Linked DNA regions of Mus musculus: region 2 is linked to region 1. A link is a contact called in public Hi-C data. All regions are on one chromosome and are shown on one strand. The core of a region is the stretch at or near the end of the contact, and the rest is flanking DNA. Distances in the headings are between cores, read along the strand shown.

Region 1 (5,732 bases), core at 2,574-5,073:
ACTGTCCAGAGGGAAACCTGAATTCAGTACATCTTTAAGCCCCAGTGAATTTCAAAGGCTGGCATGCGAAAGAATTTCCCATCAAGCCAAGCAGTAAGAATGTCTGGGGGTGCGGTAGTAAACATGCCGAGATAACATGGACCTCGAGAGCACTGTGCAGACATAGATGAAGCCATCACACACATCCAAGTCTGGTCTTACTACTTAAGGATGTCCCTTTGCTTCACTGAGCCTTCCTCTGCTCATTTGTAAAATGGGACCATTCAAATGTGATCCTGCTTAGCTGTGTGCCATGCTCTTGAACCTGTGGCTGAGTGCTGTCTTCACCATTCTGCAGAAGAAACTGGGACTCAGGGACAGTGCCCACCTAACTGGCTGCAAAGCTGGCGTGGGAACCAAGGCAAGCCACTGTCCGCTGAAGCATCCTGCCTGCCACCTGGCTGCTGAGTTCCTGGCTGGGAGAACCCTGAGGCTGCTTGGCTGGGGCTGAGGGCATCAGGAAACAGCACGGTTGGGGTTTAAGCAGTTGGTGGATAGGAAGGTCCTGCAAGGGCATCCAGGATAGGACTCTGGGTCCCAAGTGCTTCCCCAGGGAGGAGTAGGAGGTGTGCGAGGGGAAGTTTAGGCTCTCGCTCACTCATGCCTGGTATGTGGTGACATCACAAACTTTTCCCTCAAGATGTTTTCACACCAGGGGACAAGGAATGAACACAGAGACAGATAAAGTAACGAGACAATTAGTGGTCAGAAGAAAGCAGGCAGAAACAGCAAAGGGGAGCTGGGGTTCAGCCCTCATGCAGAGACAGAAGCCAAGGAGCTAAGAGCCAAGGAGGAAGTGAGAAAGGGGTCCCGCCCGAGCAGAAAGACTAAGGTAGGCAATGCTAGGCGGAAACCAAAGTGTGTGCGCATCCAGAACCGGCAAAGCCAGCATCAGGGCGCAAAAGAGGGGATAAGGAGCGATAGATGGATCGAACTAGGGAAGCTGGGGGGAGGGGAAGTCACAGAACTAGAACTAAGATAGAGAATTTGCCTTTACTCTGTCTACCTGCTGGCATTGGTGCAGGGGGAGAAAAGGGTCTTGCCCAAGGTCACACACTAGATAAAGGATGGAGCTCTGCGAGGAGAGCTGAGGTGTCTGCCGTGGCCTCACACATGATGCAAAAGGGGTGGGGGTGGGATCCGAGACCCCAGACCCACCTCTCCCTCTCCCAAAGGTAGACCTTGGAATCAACAGTTCCCGTGGGGAGTTAGTCCTTCCCACCGCCTCTTCCAGCCTCAACTTCCCCACTAGCCAGGCCCTCATGGGGGTCCTCCAGCCCTCTCCCCAGAGGGTCCCCCCCACCCCCACCCCTGGTCCTGAAACTAGAGGCCCCACTTTTTGTCCCTGGGGACATTTTCAGGTCCCCTTTGTTACCTGAACAATAAGTAACCCGGGTAGTTAGTTATAAACTCCGCAGGAACAAGGAGCTGGTTGATAATTTATAGCAACATCTCGAATTTAAATGGAAAGCAAATAGCTCGCTGTTAGCATTAAAGAAAAGCAACCTGGGAGGGACAGCACTCTAGCCTCCTCCCCGCTCAGCCTCTCTCCCCTGCCCCTTTCTCCCAGCTGCTGAGAGACCCTCTCTTTTCCTGGCTCCTCTGCCCTCCCAACTCCCCCAGCCCTCTTCTCCCATCTCATCCTCCTCACCGCCCCTGTCCCCTCTGCCTCCAGGATTCTGCCTGTTCCCCTGCAGGGAGCACTTTGACCTCTGTTCCAGCTGCTTTGGACCAGGCTCCCCTCCAGCCCCCACTGCCCCCACCGTGAGGGCTGCTGATCAAGAGGTCCCACCTAGCCAGGTAAGAAGACCCTTGGCATCCCTGGCCCCTCAGCCTCATATTAAGCCCCTAGCCCCACCTGGGGCCCCAAGACAGGTCAGGCCCAGCTCCACCCTATCCAGGTTTCTTGTGCCCTGGTTCTGGCAATACTCGGCCCTTTGCCCCTCCCCTGCGGTGAGGCAGCCCTTTGCCCTCCACTTTCTGCCAAGTCAGGGGGCCTGACTGCTCCTCTGCCCCTTGCCCAAGGCCCAGGGAGGCTTCTGGACACTTCCAGAAATGCCGGGATCCACCAGCCCTCCCCCACCCCAAGTCAGAATCAGGACCTTGGACAGAAAAAAGGCTGCCTCTGGAGTATTCTTGTGAGACTGTCCCCAAACTCCTCAGCCAGCCCTCAGGCCCCTCCACGGCGCCTTCCCTGTCTAAGCCTCAGTTTCCCTACTGTAAAGCGTGTTTATTAACCACTTCCTTCTGGGGGGGCGGTTATCTCTATATTATGGGGATTTAGGCACAGCAGAAATCCCTACAGAAAATAGCGTGCCGGGCGATAATCTCAGGGAAACTGTGGAGGCTTGGGGAATTGGGGGTGGTAGTACTCCCCACAGCCCCCAAGCTACCTTTCCCTCACTTTGGTGTTCCTGTTCGTTCTCCACCCCCAAATGGGCATCTCCCCGCCACCGTCCCGACAAGTTAATGATCACAGGCCTTATCAGAGCCTTTTGCTATTTATAAATTTATAAAACAAAAGAAATAATGGCGTGCGTGGGTAATTAGTAACCAGAACGGCTTTGCTGAGGAGAGAGACGGGGGAGGCATTGAAATCGGGACCCACTCAGCACTCCAGGAGATGGGGAGCCAGACAACAGAAGAGGGGGGTCTGGTATGGGGAGGCCTCTAACCCTGCTATCTGACCAGGCTGGGGTCAGGGGCAAGCAGCACCTGGCCATGCAGGGAAACTGCCACCTTCAGCTCCATCTGCCCCAGGTAAGAAACCCAAGCGTACCCTGCCAGATGCTTAAGGCCCTGGCGGATCAGGAAATCCCCTAAAAGCCCAACATCAGCCCGGCCTCCTCAGGGGCTTTTGGGGCCCCAAACCTGGATCTGACCCCCCCCCCAGCCAAGAAGGTGGAATTTGTGGGAGCACAAACGACCACACTGGGGAAGGATTTCTACCACCCACTAGTTCTCCAACCATTTTCTTGGGGCTGGCTTTCCTTTGTCCTCTGTTTCAAAGTGACCTCAGGCCTGTCCCTGTTTCCTAAAGGCCGGACTGCAAACAGGTGGCCCACGGATACGGGGTATGTAGGGCCAAACAGAGGGGTAGGTTCGGCAAGAAGCCCTTAACCACCAGCCTGAAGACCACAGCTCCTAAGGCCCCCTAGACGGGAAGTGAAGCTTGCCAGGAGCATAGAATGGGGCGCTATGAGTTCCTTCCTGGGTGCTGGGGACAGGTTGGGGTCCTTACTGAAGAAGTGACTCCACCACGGCTTTCTGGTGGGCTGCCTCCTCTGGGCTGAGGTTCTCCAGCTCTTTCAGAATGGGTGGCGCGAAGTCTTCCCCATCGTCATCCGTGTCATCTTCAGAGCCACGCGTTTCTCCAAGGCCATTAGGCAACTCGGTCAGGTCCCCTCGACTCCCACCGCAGGACTCCCCCTTGTCCAGGGGACCCTCTCCAACCATCAGGTAGGGCCCTGGCTCCCCCAAGGCCTGGATCAGGGCCTCTTTGCTCAGGCCAGACTCGAGCAGGGCAGCCAGGAGCTCCGTCTGCAGCTGGCTCAGCTTAGAAACCATGGCTCCGCTGCCACCAGGCCACGCGGCCCAAGGCCACTGAGCTAGCCGCCTCCCCCACCCACGGCCGGTGTCTACCTGCCGGCAGGCTGGCAGTCAACGGACCGGGCTCGCTGCACCCACTGCCCCCCCAAATCCCACTAGTCAAGCTCTGTGGGCACCCCCAGCCCCCAACCCTGGCCCCAGCGGCCAGTGAATCAGGGCCCCTGCCTGCTCTGTTTACATTGGAGCTGGGGAAATTCTCCAAGGTTCATATTTATCCGTGCGCTTAGCGAAGGGACTGAACTTTGGACTTCAGCCTTGCAAGTGCAGGCCTCATGGCGGGTGAGAGGGACCGGGACCGGGAGTCATGGCCTGCAATTGGGAGTGAGCAGAAGGGAGGGTGGGGGAGGTGGAGAGGGGCCAGGGGCGCAGGGCTAGAGGCAGCAGGAGCCAGGAGGCCTCTGGGTGCGGCGCTGGGTCCCACTCTCCAGGATGCTTTCAGCCTGGCACAGGAGAACTTTAAAAGCCTGTTTCTTTGGGCCGCTGGGACAGCAGGAAGCTCTGGGCCACTGGGCCGGTTCTCCAGGGCAGAATCAGGTCACATTTCCTGGAGTGGGTCACTGCACCCTCAGTCCTAGCCCAACATCAGACTTCCCAGGGGGGGAAAAACCCCTGTTGTCTTAGCACTTCAGACTTCTGTGTTGAGGATACTGGGTTATAATGTATTGCATCCTATCATTGTGTGATCCGAACCAGAACGTGTGTGTGTGTGTGTGTCCTGTGTGTGTGTGTCTGTGTGTGTGTGTGTGTCTGTGTGTATCTGTGTATCTAATCTATATGTGTGTGTATAACTAATCTATGTTTGTGTATGTCTCTGTGTCTTGTATGTGTCTGTGTATCTAATTTTATGTGTGTGTATATCTAATCTATGTGTGTGTGTATGTGTGTGTATCTCTCTGTGTCTGTGCACGCACACATATGTATTGGGGTTTTTTGTTTGTTTGTTTGTTTGTTTGTTTGAGACAGTCTTACGATGTAGTTCAGGCTGACCTTGAACTCCTGATTTTCCTACCTCTAGCTCCCAAGTGCTGGAATTACAGACCCGTACCACAGCCAGTTTTTAGTCTTGCTGGGGTCAAACCCAGGGCCTTGTATACTCAAGGCAAGGGCTCTACCAAGAGCCAGAACCCCAGCCCCAAATACACCATTTTAATTTTTCTCAAGTATTACTTTTGTCAGTATTACCTAATGAAAGCATTTATATATTTTTTAAATCTTTTTGTGTGTGTGTGTGTGTTCCCGAGAGTGTGTGTATGTGTGACAGCTTGGGTGTGGAGGTCGGGGAACAACTGCAGGAATCAGCTATCTCTCTCTTCCACTCTGTGGAACCCAGGCAGTCTGACTTGTCACCTGCCCAGCCCTCTTGCCTTTTGAAATGCAGCAGCTGTTAGCAGCCATAAGCATATCCCAGCATGCAGCGCACCAATCGATCAATTTAAAACACTTTCATCATCCTAAAGAAACTGTTCTCCTGAGCAGCCCATTCCTATGCAGGTCTCTAGCCCCGCCTCTGGCAGTCATGGAGGCCGGAAGTTCACTCCATCCAGAGCGCAGATCTCATTTTATCCCCTCGATAGTGAATGGTGGGTGGGGAACTTTTGCAAGGAGACCAGGCACTTTCCGGTGCATCCATAGACAGCTAATTACCTATGTTCCGCCCACGTTTTAGCTGCAGTGAGCAAGGCTTCTAGAAACATCCACATGCACTTTTTTATGTGAATATGTGCTTTCGATCCTCATTCATGTAAGAAATACGTCACCAGGCGGTGATGGCGCACACCTTTAATCCCAGCACTTGGGAGGCAGAGGCAGGCAGATTTCTGAGTTTGAGGCCAGCCTGGTCTACAGAGTGAGTTCCAGGACAGCCAGGGCTATACCCTGTCTTGAAAAGCAAAACAAAAGAGAAACAAAAACAAAAACAAATAAACAAAATACCAAAAGAAATATATCACATGGACAAGGAGTTCTGGGCCAGCCTGAGCTACATATTATAAATTAATTGCTCATTAAAAACACTGGCCAGGCGTGGTGGCACACGCCTTTAATCCCAGCACTCCGGATGCAGAGGCAGGCAGATTTCTGAGTTG
Region 2 (5,534 bases), core at 2,574-5,073, 300 kb after region 1:
GACATGAAACTGTCTCCAGAAACCAAACACATTTTGTGTGTTTTTCTTTGTGTTGGCAAAAGAAAGTGAAATGGTATCTTCATTCCACAATCCCATTCTTCCGAGTCAGGACTCTGAAACAGTCCTGACACTACCCACTGCTCCGTGCACATCTTAGTCACATCTCCTTCTCTAGCAGACCTCTCAATGGCAATGCTTTCTCATGTTGTTGGCAACAGAGTCTTACTATGTGACCAGGAAGCCCTGGAACTTGCTCAGTAGCCCAGGGTAGCATCAAACTCTTGATCCTCTGCTTCGGCCAGTGAGTGCTGGGATTACAGGCTGTCCCCACACACTCGGAGCCTTCATTTAGTTTCTTTCTTTTCACTCTTCTTAGTTTTTCTAGACAAGGTTTCTCTGTGTAACCCTAGCTCTGTAGACCAGGCTGGCCTCAAACTCAAAAGATCTGCCTGCCTGGCTTCCCAAGTGCTGGGATTAAAAGTGTGGACCACCACGCCCGGGTTATTTTATTTTTTATGTGTATGGTACTTTGCTTGCAAGTTTGGCTGCACAACACATGTATGTTTATGACTGTGGAGGCAGAAGACAGTATCAAATTCCACAGCACTGTGGAGCTGGGAACTAAACCCAAGCCTTCTGTAGGAGCAACAAGTACCCACTGAGCTAACTCTCTAGCCCCTGCTTCATTCATAGTTCTGTGATTGTTTTACTAGGGTTCTGATGTGTTTCTGAGGATCAATGCCAGGCCCGAAGATGGTGCCTTGCCTGTCTATAGTTCCAGCTGGTCAAGGGGCCTGCCACCAAGCCTGACCACCTACCCAAAATAACACATGTAGGGAAAAATAGATTAAAGAAAAGGTCAGTCAGGAATGTGGTAAAAAGCCTTCATCACATCAGTTCTCTTGCTTAACCTTTTAAATGTATCACCATCCTGTGGGTGCAGGATGTACAGGTGGAAGGGCGTGAAGTCAGGTCTTTCTTCCTTCCTCTCAGAGGGCATGGAAAGGTGGAACACCTACTCTAACTGCTAAGCCATCCTACCTCACTGAACTCTACTACCCTCTCTTATGCTGTCTGATATGTCACAAGCTTTGGCCTACTGCTCACTGAACAATAAATAAAGCATTTATTGCAGCTGACTCATGCAAGAATGTTTTATTGACTTAGGGAGGGCCCTAAAAAATTTAAGTTGAGAACTCTTGGAGAACCAAAGCTTAGCATTACCTCTACAAGCAAGGCTGAAGTCATCCATTACTCTGAGAAACCCTCAGACCTCTCTCCAACAACAGCCAAGATTTACAATAAAACTACACATGTGCAAAACTCCAGAATCAGTTTATACGGTTCAGAGGCGAGTTACACTAACACCTGCTTAGACAGTAAAGCACTGGTACATCACAGCGAAAACTGGTCCCTACCCAAGTTACACAGGCAACTTCTACACATCCTCAGGTAGACCTGGTAATGGAGTTTGTCATACCCTACAGATAAACTCTCAGTCAGTAAGCCTTATAATTTTAGTGCTTTTTTTTTTTTTTTTTGCTCTTTAATTTGAGGGGGGTGGGGGGATGCTAAGGATCAAACCCAGGGCCTTGCATATTCTAGGCAAGGTCTCTACCACTGACCCATACCGTCCAGCTCTTTGAATCTTAGACTGTCAGCTCAAAGCTCCCCATCTGTCACACATGCTCTCTCTCACAAAAACACACTGCGGAATCCAAACAAAGTTACTTGCACATACATCTTTGCACTAAATACATCCAGTGATGTTTGGCACTGGAAAACTACGGGGTGTGCTCTTCCAGGAGACCCCCTCTCCCACTCCCAGTGTTACTAAGTCTCCTGGAGTTCTTTGTGTAGGGTTCAGGTTCCTAGGCTCCTCCCCACGCTCAGGTTCACTGGTGGATATGCATAGAACTCATACACATGCTTGCTGACATGTATATGCACATGCATACAGATGTGTGAAAGAAGGACATGAAGGAGATTAGCGGAAGGTTACACAGGAAGCTTTGGAGGGAGGAAAGAGAAGGAGAAACATTGTAATTAAACCACAATCTGAAACTTGGCTGTGTCTGAGATTTTGGAGGTGCTTGAGAAGCAGAGGCAGGTGGATCTCTGAGTTCAAGGCCAGCCTGGTCTATAGAGTGAGTTTCAGGACAGGCAAGGATGCAAAGAGAAACTTGTCTCGAAAAACCAAAAGACTGATTGAAAAAAAAATTACTATCTCAAAAATACTGCCAACATGGTAAAAGTTTAAAAGAGATTTGTACACAGCTCTGACACAAGATGGAGAATGCTGGACTCGGGATTCTGCCATCTCCTAATCCACAGCCTAGTTTATTCTCTGCGGTGGAATAACTCCTGGCTAGACAGGTTAAACGATTAGAGTAGTGCTATCACACCTAAAAGCCTACCCGTGTGCTTTGTGCATAATCAGTAAGTAGTATTATTATATTATTATAATAATATCATTATTATTATGTTATAGTAATACTAAGAAGCCTGACTACACACATCACTCTCTCTCTCACACACACACACACACACACACACACACACACCATGAAAGCCAAGCCCATATAACCTACCGCACACAAACAGGCATAATATTTAGGCAAAAAGTTGTCAAGTACTCTAAGCGCTTAGCCCATTTACTTAATAGTGTGTATTAGCAAACTCAAGGACTGAACCTAAATGAACTGAATGCAGGGTCTGCATGCTTTACTATCACGCCGAGCAACGCCATCCCAACATGAGTCCTCTTAAACAGAGGAGCAGACCCGGTGCCAGATTTAAGTCTGAAAATCCTCGGGCCTCACCCTCTCTTATTCAAACTTGAATGCCACCCAAAGCTAATCCGACACTAGAAGAGAAAACAAAGTCAATTGTTTTAGAGCCTGGACCGACGGTGAGTCACACAAAGCCAGGTCTTGAGGCCTTCTGTGAGGTGCTTGCCACCTGGATGACCTTAACCCTTTCCAAAATCTCAGATCCCTCATCTGCAAAATGGGGCTAAGAATAGCGCCTACTTCAGCCAGCTGTTTTGAATATGAATGCAAGGGCCCAAATTAACCACGCAGCGCAGATCGGCTTAACCGTAAATACTGGATGTCAGTGCAAGCGGAAGGTGGGTCGTTTGTCCCTCCTCCCCCAAGTGACCCGGCAGACCCGCCGGCTCTTACCACTCTTGGGTTTAGACTCGCCGGCCGGCCCCGCCGAGGCGGAGCGGGGCGGCTGTTGCCCTTTGCTGCTGCCCGAGGAGGCGGAGGAGCTGTTGGAGCCGCTGTTCTTGTCCATGTCGGAGGCGGTGGCGGCGGCGCTGGGGGAGCTCTGCGGCATCAAAGGGGGCCTCGGCGGCGACGGCGGTCGGAGCGGAGCGGGCGCGGCGGGGACCCAGGCTCATGGCGTTCAGGGCCGGCGGGGGTCGGCGGCGGCAGCGGTTCTCGGCCTTCATGGCGACATTTTTCCTTGTTTCCTTCCTCAGCTTCTCAAAATGGAAGGAGAAGCGGCAAGGTGGGGTTGTGGGGCCCAGAGGCGGCGGTGACCGAAGAGGAGGACGAGGACGAGGAGGAGGAGGAGGAGGAGGCCGGGGCTCGGAGGTCCGGGCCGGGCCTGGCGGGGCAGAGGCTGCGGGGGAAAGGGAGGCGCGGGAGGGTCGCGAGCCCCGCCGGCCGGCCGGACACGCTCTCCCGCCGCGGGGCAGGAGAGAGGGCTGGCTGTCTCGGTGCCGGGGACCGGGGTCTCCGACACAGCGACCGACACTCGCCTCTGGGCCGAGGCCGAGCTGCTCCGGGAATGGCGACGAGTCGCCAAACAGCATCTCCAAGAACCCGGATGGACTATTTATATAGTTGCCAGGCGGGCGTGGTGCATTCTGGGAAGTGTAGTCTTTTACCTACATCCGGGTCCTAGGGGAGGGACCGCTTGTGCCTGCCAATGCTTTTTTTCTCTCTTCCCTGTTCGAGGTTTCTTTTCCTTCCCGCCTCCCTAGCGGGTTCCTTCTTTTTGAGACAATGTTTCATTTTGTAGTCCTAACGGGACCTGAACTCTTTGTGTGCAACAGTCTGGCTTCCAATTCACAGATATTCCTCGCCAGTGCTTGGATTTTTTTCTTTTTTTAAAAAAAAGATGTGTGGGTGTCTGGCCTCCTACAATACCAAGCAAACACGTGGTATACAGACATACTCATATAGACAAAACACCCATACACAAAATTTTTTAGAAAACCAAGTGGAGTGTGATGGCCCACCTGCAATTCCGGTGCACCGGAGACAAGAGATCTGGAAATTCCCAGAACAAACTGGCTAGCCAGACTAGCTCAAATGGTGAGTCTACCTAGCCATTCTGTGAAGAATGTGGAGAGTCTTGGAGGAAAACACTCAATGGCAGCCTCAGAACTCCATGTACACCTGTGCATACGTGTAAGATTTTTCATACACGTATGCATGCCACATTCATATATAAAGATCGGTAAGAAGCAACATTCGAAACACCAACAAAGAGAAACAACATAGTACAGTTAAGTAAGGAGATGCTAATCAAACACGTTTCAATAGAAAAGCATCCCAGCTTGAGAGGGATAAAAGAGGACTTCTTAGAAATGCTGTGTCATGTGACACACACAGGACGAATGGAATTTGGGGGGGGGGGGCTGTTAGGGATCAAATCCAGAGCTCCATGCTCACAATCTAGTTTTCTACCTCTAAGCTACTACCTCATCTAGCCGATGAGTGGAATTTTAGCAATCGTGTATGTAGGAGAACTAGAGTGGCTCATGCCTGTATCACTAATACTCAAGAAGCAGAGACAGAAGACGGATGCCAGTGGTGCACATCTTTAATCTCAGCACTCAGGAGGCAGATGCAGGTGGATCTCTGAGTTCAAGGCCAGCCTGGTCTACAGAGCAAGTTTCAGGTCAGCTGGGGCTACACAGAAAAACCTTGTCTCAAAAAAATAAATAAATAAACAGAGACAGGAAGTGCAGAGTGTAAGGCTAGCATGTGCTACATAGTGAGACCATGTTCCTTATAAGAGAGAAAAAGAATAAAAGCAGACAGTGTAGTGTAGTCACAGGGCCCTTGCATGGGCAAAGTTCTGATTTGATCCTCAGTATCATAAATGGGAAAGGAACAAGAATGTGCGGGCCAAGCCAGGCAGTGGTGGCGCACACCTTTAATCCCAGCACTTGGGAGGCAGAGGCAGGGCAAAAAAGAAAGAAAAGAAAAGAAAAAAAGAAAGAAAGAAAAATGAAAAAAGCAGGAGTCAGACTCTTATTTGGTTCCTTATTATCATATAGTATATGAGATATTATTTAGTATGGAAGGAATCAGTTTAAAATGACATGGAGATCCATAGAACTATAACTTGGGGGGGAGGGGTTTGCTAGAGAGATGGCTCGGAGGTTAAGAGCACTGAATGCTTTTCCAGAGGTCCTAAACTCAATTCCAAATCACAAACATGGTGGCTCACAACCATCTGTAAGGTGATCCACTGCCCTCTTCTGGTGTGTCTGAAGATAGCTACAGTGTACT

What was found. Hi-C and Micro-C count contacts between places; a contact is called where the count stands out from the background.
Region 2: a contact with region 1 is called in a Hi-C map of embryonic stem cells, with 2.4 times the contacts expected there. The contact joins the promoter of Rnf10 here to the promoter of Hnf1a in region 1. A contact is called at or near these places in 18 of 39 promoter capture datasets (the 3T3-L1 cell line, 3T3-L1-derived adipocytes, the C10 cell line and 10 more), 4 of 15 datasets of contacts at CTCF or cohesin (the NIH/3T3 cell line, embryonic stem cells, large pre-B cells and 1 more), 13 of 484 Hi-C or Micro-C datasets (the N1E-115 cell line, cortical neurons, embryonic stem cells and 1 more), 25 of 115 datasets of contacts at active chromatin or transcription factors (the 230-238 cell line, the NIH/3T3 cell line, bone marrow-derived macrophages and 14 more) and 4 of 9 other capture datasets (adipose tissue, embryonic stem cells, liver and 1 more).

Annotation. Positions count from the first base shown.
Region 1 is chr5:114,967,239-114,972,970 of GRCm38.p6, forward strand. Hnf1a (HNF1 homeobox A) reads right to left here and starts at 3,824. Exons shown (of 10, transcript NM_009327.3): 1 at 3,281-3,824. The coding sequence starts at 3,606. Hnf1aos1 (a long non-coding RNA gene) reads left to right here and starts at 1,505. Exons shown (of 6, transcript XR_878697.3): 1 at 1,505-2,799.
Region 2 is chr5:115,269,072-115,274,605 of GRCm38.p6, forward strand. Rnf10 (ring finger protein 10) reads right to left here and starts at 3,824. Exons shown (of 17, transcript NM_016698.2): 1 at 3,186-3,824. The coding sequence starts at 3,342.